Linked DNA regions of Rattus norvegicus: region 1 is linked to region 2. The links are chromatin contacts, called in public Hi-C maps. All regions are on one chromosome and are shown on one strand. Each heading gives the region's core, a stretch centred on a gene start, on an enhancer-like site or on the middle of the called end of the contact. The rest is flanking DNA. Distances are from core to core; before and after follow the strand shown.

The links. A called contact is a pair of places that touch in the nucleus more often than the background predicts.
Region 1: a Hi-C map of the Rat2 cell line shows a contact between it and region 2, with 6 times the contacts expected there. The contact joins the enhancer-like site here to the promoter of Tmem167a in region 2. A contact is called at or near these places in 2 of 12 Hi-C or Micro-C datasets (the Rat2 cell line and Schwann cells) and 1 of 1 datasets of contacts at active chromatin or transcription factors (oligodendrocytes).

The regions. Positions count from the first base shown.
Region 1 is chr2:23,721,704-23,726,184 of GRCr8, reverse strand. No RefSeq gene overlaps it. Among named protein-coding and RNA genes, the nearest start is that of Atp6ap1l, 76 kb to the left of the region's middle. Within about 2 kb of position 2,369, at least 5 of the 93 cell types and tissues checked have an H3K27ac peak or open chromatin away from gene starts, as enhancers often do.
Region 2 is chr2:22,931,262-22,935,531 of GRCr8, reverse strand. It overlaps Tmem167a (transmembrane protein 167A), which reads right to left and starts at 2,505. Exons shown (of 4, transcript NM_001399682.1): 1 at 2,446-2,505. The coding sequence starts at 2,448. Xrcc4 (X-ray repair cross complementing 4) reads left to right here and starts at 2,719. Exons shown (of 8, transcript NM_001006999.1): 1 at 2,719-2,737.

The DNA of each region.
Region 1 (4,481 bases), core at 1,120-3,619, 790 kb before region 2:
ATTAACCTAGGACTTCAAATCTGTTGGACAAGCAATTGAACTACATTCCCAGCGCCTTTCTAAACATTTGATTTTGAGCCAGGGTTTTAGTATGTTGAACAGGCTGGCTCTGTAGTCCAGGTAGGCCTTGCATTTGCAGTCCCTCTGCCTCAGCCTCCGGAGTAGCACCACAAAGCACCACTTGGCATAAGTATTCATTTCATCCTAGTATAAATTACTTCCTGGGGTTAGTGGGAGACGAGGAGGAGACAGCACAGGGGACATGAAGCCAAGCGCATCTGCCTTGCAGCAGTTTGGAGATCTCACCTCTATGTTTCTCATCTTGTGCTTACCAAGTGCTATGGGCATTGGAACCAGCTTTGAGGTCAAGAAAAGAAATCCAAGAAACAAAACAAAACAAAACAAAACAAAACAAAACAAAACAAAACAAAACAAAACCCCACCTGTCCTCAGTGCCCTTAAACCCTCCCTTTCCAGACAATGACTTTGCTGGACTGGCACTGGCACCTCTGGAGTACTTAATGTGAATGTATTTTGGGCATGGCTGGCATTTTTGATAGTGTTAACATTGTTAAGTGTGCATTTCAATAATCTATTGTTTTGACTACTCTTAGTTTCTTGTGGCCAATCACTGAAGTCAAGGAAACAATGGAATCCTGTCTTAATCTCCAAGTGATTAGCTGTGAGAAACTTTTGCTTTGATTACATTTCCGTTTCATCGAACGAATTCTGAGTTATTTCCTGACGTACGTTTATTTCCCTTGCCCTTATCCATGCTTCCAACATTCATTTTAATTCTACCACTATGTACTTTCCACAAAGGCTCCACAAATACAAAGATGCACAGGAAACAGAACCTGGATCTCATGTTAAAGTGGTTTAAAATGTCAGATGAGTAAGTAAGTGAGAATTGAAAACCTTTTTCTCAGTCTGTCTGAATGCAGCTGCCGATTATGGTTTTGTCAGGGAAATACTCCCTGACAGCTCACCTGCTTTCTTTCATACTTAAAAAACAAACAAACAAACAAACAAACAAACAAAACTCAGCTAATGATTTGAAAACCATGGGCATTGGGGTGCTAGGGCAGGACACATGAAAAGCAATATGGCCACGGCCTCTGTGTTTTAACCAATTCTGCATCAGAGGACACACCTTTCTCAAGGGGGGCCAGTGACTACCAGAAGCTGCTATGTTTTCGCAGAAGACATGTCGGAAGTAATGGGATCAGTGATGCTTGCTAGCTGTGTCCACACTAGATATCAGTGGCCTCTCAGGGAGTGTGGCTATCTCTCAGCACCCCATCCTGAAGACCGATAAGATAATTAGATGAGCTACTAAGATGTGCGGTGGGCATCTGTCGAAGCAGCAGCAGTGATCTTGGTCTTTCTCTTTACAGATGGTTGTGAGCCACCATGTGGTTGCTGGGAATTGAACTCATGACCTCTGGAAGAGCAGTCGGGTGCTCTTAACCGCTGAGCCATCTCTCCGATCTTGGTCTTTCAAGTGAACTGTGAATAGGCTCTTATCATCTTCCAGGCAACCTTATGGTTCTTATGTTGATGAGTGTGCAGAAGGGCCATGGATAGCTTCAGACCCAAATAGCATTTTTAGTCAGTGCTCTTGTTTTAAGTAAATTTCAAGTTTTTACTGTGTTTTGTTCAAAAGCACATCTGTATTTATAATGACTAATCCATTTGGCTTCTTTCTGTTTGGTGGGCATGCTCGTCTCCTGATGCCAGATCCTCTGTTTTCCTTGGAGAACTGTGCTTGTTTTTTCTTAAGTGGATTTGTAACTATTTTCTTTGCTCTGATATTCTTCCTGGTGGTGGTGGTGGGGCGGGGGGAGGTTTGAACTCCTAAACCACAAGTGAAGCAATAGGAAGTGATGTTCCCGAGACGGAGACATGAGCAGAGCAGGTGTGTTCTGAGGATAGTTATGTGTTTACGTAGGGGGAGAGTAAACTATTAGAAAACTGCTGGGAACGTAGGAAGACTTGTCACCAACTGAGACTTAAAAATGAGCCAAAAGGAGTGTTGGATCCAAAGTCTAACAACTTCCTTTTAAAAAAGAATTTTATAACTTTTGAGATTATAATAAAATCTTGTCATTTTCTACCTTTTCTTTCCTCATTTCAACCCCTCTTATGTGGTTTCCCCCCTTTCAAATGATGGTCTCATTTCCTTTAACTGTTGTTATGTGTGTAAAATGTATTTCTACATGCAAAAGTACAACCTACTCCGTGTGTGTGTGTGTGTGTGTGTGTGTGTGTGTGTGTGTGTGTGTGTGTTCAGGACAGACCATTTGGTATTAGGTAGTGGTTATGTTCTGCCCCAGGGAAGACTTTTTCTCCTCTTTTCAGTCTTCCTCATTGTCCAAAGATCTTTGTCTAGGATTGAAGTCTCTTGACCTCTAATCTTCTCCTATTAGCATATCTATTGGTGTTGTCCTTTCTCAGGGTCTGTTTAGGTAGCAATGTTGTGAGACATCCTGGGTGTAGCTTCTCTGACATTTAGAGAAGACAAAATCTCACAGCAAACTCTCTGACTTGTTAACATTTTTCCTTTCTTTCCTCTACAGTGATCCCCGAGCTTTAGGGACAGGAATTGTGTTGTTCATGTATCCACTGTGACTGACAATTCTGCACCTTGGTCAGCTATGGTTTTCTGTAATAATCCCCATCTATCCATCTACTGCAAAGAGAGATTTCTTTGATGAAGGGTGAGAACTTCATTTATCTGCTGAATGTTTAGGATGTAGTTAGGAATTATGTTGGTTTAAGAAAGTGGTGGCTGTTGGTTCTCCTACAAGATCTATGACTTTACTAACTCCGAGTCATTGGCTAGGTTTCAGAACCAGGAATGATTTTCCTCTTGCTGACTAGACTTTACATCCGATTACAGAGCTCTTGATAACCACCAAGGTATGTGCGATCCTACTCCACCCTTGGCTGCATGCTGCTGTGGTTTGTAGGTCATAAACCGTTGCTTCCTTCCTTTGGAAGCTGCCACGGTACATCTGGAACCATGAACACTAGTTGTCAAGGGAGGAGGCTTTCAGGTCAGATCCAGCTCAGATCCTCTGGAACCTGGTATTTTCAGCAGTAGGGACTTACTTCACACCTCTGAGGGTCAGGAGGACAACCAAGGATGGCAGCAATAGCCTACATAATGTTTGAGAGCCTCTTTGACGGCCTTGACCAACTGAGAAGAGGGTTTCTTATCCTGGTGTTGGATATTTTCCTACAATGTTCAGTCCTCAGCTGAGTTAGTTAGCAGTCACCAAATCCACGGAGTATAGCAGGCACTGTAAGACCAGGTTGTGGAGAAGCAGGACCCCCCGAGACTGACAGCTGCCAAGTTAACTAGTTCTGGCTCTCATGAGAGCCCTCATGTCAGGTCGTTATATCATTGTCCCATCTCACTTTTATTACCAGCATGATTTAGAATCTGTCTCTGTGGCTTTTCTTTGTTTGCTGCATTCCAGGGGACCCTGGTACTTGGAAATCGCCATACAGATCGAACAATAAATATAGTATCCTCTTGAAATATCTTTACCCTGTTTTAGGTTGCCCATGCGAAGGGGCTCTGGATATATGGGTGTTAAGAATCTAGCATCTTCAAAGGTACACATTTCTATTTGGGTAGAATCCACTTACTGTGTGTGAAGAAAATTGCTATGCCTGGAAGAGAGTGGTTTACATCGTTTGGAAGCTCAGTTAAGAGCTGAGATGCTGTTTCAAGCTAGACTTCTTAGTCTTGTAAGGAGTGACTCAAGAGACACATTGGTCTTGTGGGAGATCTTGGGAATCTCTTCAGTTTGAAATTACTCTTTCTGGCATCTCCTACACTTCCAAAATACCCTGAGCCGCGGATGATGTTGTGACTTCAGACCAGCACTCAGAGAATCTTCTTCTCAGGGTCTTTACTTAGTTCATGACTGGCCTGACCATAGACAGCTGCTGCGTTGTGCCTTTTACTGAAGAAAGGCCTCAAGACTTACATTCAAAGCTACCTCCAAAACAATGCACGCATGTTCTTTTCAAAATTACGCCTGGGTCAAAAGCATTCATTTGCTAAATGTAAACATAAAGATTACCATAACTTGTGAAGCAGCATTCTGGAATATATTCAATTTTTAATATATTAGAGGTTTTCAAATACGTAATTGGTTCAGAGCTTGCTTAGCCTCTGAGAGGCCCTGAATTTACCACTAAATAACAGCCAGCTTTTGAGGTCCCTTAGGCTTTTGTTTGCTGCCAAATGACCCAGCTGGTTTCTGTGCTCCTAGATCCAGAGAACAGATTAGCTTTACTTTAATTCCTCATCTTCCTTACACGGATACTTCAAAGATGAGGCTCGTAGCATCGTCTTTCAGACTTTTCATGTTCATAGGACACCAGAAACTTTTTAATATTTTACCAGTTGAAGGGAAACCCTAGTTAGAGACATTTCTTTGTAAATGGAGGGAAAACAAAGGCTG
Region 2 (4,270 bases), core at 1,256-3,755:
AATGATTAAAAAGATACCCTGAAGGGAAAAAAGCAAATCCTACATGAAAAAAATGTGCTTTGCGATCAAGAAAAAAAAATAAATAAAATATAGGTTGTTTGATACAAGAGAAAAACTAAATACTGGGTACCTGACATGTAATCCCTGGTTACTCACTAGAATCATTCAATGCTTTAAAAAACAATCCTCAAAATTTAGACTGAAACTATAAAGAAACTACAATCTTTATTTATTGCTCTTAAGCACTCTGAGAGAAGATCAATAATATATTCACATTACCTTATCCTATTAACCTTATACAAGGGTTTTCAGAGTGAAGTTCATGGAACACTTTCATAACGTCATATTTATTTTTATTATGCTAAAGACACATGCTTTTCTACTGTCATTTTTACTCCTAATAAAACAAAAATTATGGTAAAAAATGTGTCATTTTAACTTTACTCTCGCAAACCTTTCTTGGATTTCCTGTGTGATGAATGGCACCTTTGACTAGGTGAAAGGACAGAATATAATGACAAACAGAGCTGCTAAGATTAATCCGTACCTTATAATCAATATTATTTTGGGCACTTCACTTAATATTTTACACATGTAACTCATGGCCAGTAACAACCGTAATGAAACACTGCATACAGCTTTTTTCCTTACAACACTTAAAAAAAGTAAAACAGATTTAATACTTTCACACATCCTTCCAAAGCCATTCTATACATACAAGAATACAAAGAATTTTCCCTCTAACCTTCCATTTCCAGTTACACACCCGCAAATTCAACAGATCATAGATTTAAAAATCTGGAGCAGAAACCGGCACATCTGCCGTGAACACACCACCACTTTTCTGGTTAGCCTTTCAGAGAGAGACACATAAGCTAAACCTGAGGCCTGGCTGTACTTACCAGGTGTGTTATCCTAGGCAAATCAGGCCCCTACTTTCCACTTTCTTTACCAGCAAGTATCTCAGAAGTCAGGAGTTTAAAGCAAAACGCTTAGAAACTGCATCTTTAAAATAGAACTTGTACATAACAAGTACTAATAACTAAAGCTTGTTATTTTTGGAACAAGTTAAAATACTGCCCATTTTAAATTAACTTGATTTTTCCTAAGTAGGAGAGGATGAAACATGTACCTTTGACTCCTTCTAAGAGCAAAGTGATTCTATTTGTTTCTAGGTAATTAGGCAAGAAAGCAATTTTTCAAGTTTCCTAACAGCTTATTAACAGCATCTTTTTGACCAAGTATATATTATTCTGCAGTAGAGAGAAAAAAAAAGGTTACAATGGATAATAAAATCCTTACCCAGAGAACAAATATATACAACAAACATATAAAGGCTACCTCCTTTACAAGGTGCTAATCTTGCGCAGGAAGGAAATTCCAACATATGATTAAATATAAATGCCTACACGTACATCACTGTCAAGAAAGCAGGAAGGACTACTTGAGCTTTTGATCAAGGCTATAGGAGATTCTCAAGACACTTCTGGGAACTCAAATTCAGTATCTTCTTACTGTACAGTGTGGTGTCTAGTGGGGGCGGGGGCGTCCTGGCTGTTTTTGAGATAATACAAACATGCTTTCTCTAGAAATATGGTTATAAATAGCTTCTAAACTCACCAAAGTGGCAGTGCAGGGAGATCTGGCATTTACCCTAACACTGATAAGATGCACAAAGTTTTAATGATTTATTACTAATGTCTACTTTTATCTATGCCCTGGCCACAGGGACTTTCTCTTCCTTGTCCTGACCTTTGCTGCTGTTTGTGATTTACAGTGCAAGCCTTCTGAGGTCTACACTATTAAAGAATTCATAACACCACACATAGGAACTCCCAATGAGGGTGGTGGTTAAGCTCCTACAAGGCAGACACACCTTGGTAGGAAAAGTGAAACCATTAAAAACCTTCCTTTACAAAGAAGCGTCATTAGAATTGAAAGAACAATGAGGGAGGGGCTCTACCTCAACATTGCTTCAACAGGTAAAACGGAAAGGGTAGGATTAGTGTTAAGAAAAGCGACAATCCATTCATTACTATTTAAAGATACAGGTTGGGGTGACACACGTAACACATAACAAAGGGGAAAAGTGGAAACGGGGAATCCAGCATTTTCAAAGTGGATATCATCCGTACAGATATTTGTAACTGGTCGCAATCGGTTTAGTGGAATACCACCGCAATTCCACTAAACAACGTAGCAAGTCGGCCTCTTTGCGAGGGGCCGACTCCATCACCCGGGCTCTTCCTAGGTCTGTTGGCCTGATGCTCCAAGTTGAGCATCCCGGGCCGCATGACTCCCGGGCTGTGCACCCTCGGGTCCCGGGAGAATCACACTAGAGCCAGGGCTCCCGCGCCCCACAGCGCCCGCACCATCCCCGCCGCCCCGCGCGAGCCGCGGCCCCTCCGAGAAACTCAACCGCGGCCAGGCAGCGCATGTTCTTACCATAGTGAGGCCGGTGCTGGTCCAGCCACATCACCCTTCCGGGCCGGGGCGGAAGAGGATGCACGCCCGCTGCGCTTCCCGCTCGCTCCAGCGGTCCGGTTGGGCCTATCGCAGTGCCTCCGCCCATGCCGCGCCATTCGGAGTCCGTGATAGGCTTCTGTTACCGGAAGAGGTGGGGCTTGGTCTACTACTTACAAACCACGGTATTAGCGGATTCTCTCATTGGGCGCCCAGGTTTAAAGCTGGGTGTCCACAATTTTTTTTAAAAGACCGGAAGTGGAGTCACTGAGAGGTAGGGCCCGGAAGTGGCTGTGGTGTCTTTCCACTAGCAGTGCTATTTTTCTTGCGCTTTCCTCGTCTTTTCTTTCTATGTCAACCTCCTGTAGTTCTCGGATCTTAGCTTTAAAGCTGCTCTGTGCGTGTTTTTCACCCGGTCTGTGACCCCTGAGCCTTTTGTTTGTGGATATCAGATTTCCCCAAGGTGAGCACCTGTTGGGCTCCCTCCTAACTTTCTCTTTTTGTGTCTCGTGGAATTTTCAGTAGTGAGAGGCTCATTGGAAATAGGCCGTGTTGCTGTGTGATGTAGATTTGTATTCAGAAGGCTGCGTTCTATATGATGATCCACCACCCCCTCCCACCACCCAATACTGGACTTTGCTGGCCCCCCTCCCTTTTGGACACTCTGAATCCGGGTCTTAGTTAGACATTCTAGGCCCTGGGCAGAGGGAAAGAACTCTGGTAGCTACTGGAAAGGAATGGCCCATTCCTAAGGGGAAGAATTGGCTAGTATAAAACCACTGGGTGAGACACTCTTTCACTTCTGGTTTTCTTTATGAGTTTTGTAGATACGAGGAAGGTGTAATCTGATGTGTTCAATTTTATATGAGTTCTTGGAATGATTCTGAAGTCCATCACTTTCCTCACTGTTCCTAGTATATCAAAATTATGTGTTTAAATAATTGCCCCCCCTCCCGCAATATGGTTCTAGTTTTTATTCAGAATGTTACCCAATGTTACATAATGACCTAAAAGATAAATAGAAAACATTAGTGAAGGACACTGATGTGACATGCTGATTTCTGAGCTCTATTTAGCTGAATCATGAGAATCCAGCGCTTATGGCATCACAATATTTTTACTCAGTGCTATGTTATATGTGATTGTTGTTTATTACTGCATGGCATCCAAGATTTTGCTTGAAATCATAACATCATTTTTAAAATCAGGTATACTCAATTGCTATATTCGTTGGTCCAATACTCAAAGTAAGGATCTGCATCTGAGTGGTATCAGCAGACTGTAGAAGAAGAAGGGATGTTTCTTTGAGTATTTTAGTGGGGGGCTGGAGATTAGTCCAATAGGAAATGATTGTCATTGAATAATCTCAAAAATAGTATTTAAGTTAACTAAACATAAATGTTCCAATGTAGTTGTAGAAAATATGTACTTCAGCTCCGTTTGACACTTAAGGTTGACCTTTCTTCATGAGGCTATGCTTCAGGCTCTAGTAAAGAGAAAGGGAGGCTAAGGTTGTTGAAGATAGCAATTGGTTTGTTGTACTTATGGATAATTTAGGCCATAGTTTCTTATATATCTCAGTTTCTGAATAGTAGCAAATAACTTGTTAATTGTTGAGATATTCATAGAAGTACATGGTATCAGGAGGTAAAGTTGGACATGTGTGTATATTATTTATGATATTCATGTAACATAGCAAATTAATCTAACAGTAAGACCTGTGGGGGCAGCTGCATGGCGATTAGGCACACGGAACCCTTGATTTTGAATTTTGTTGCAAGTGAATGATAATCACAATTTCAAATAA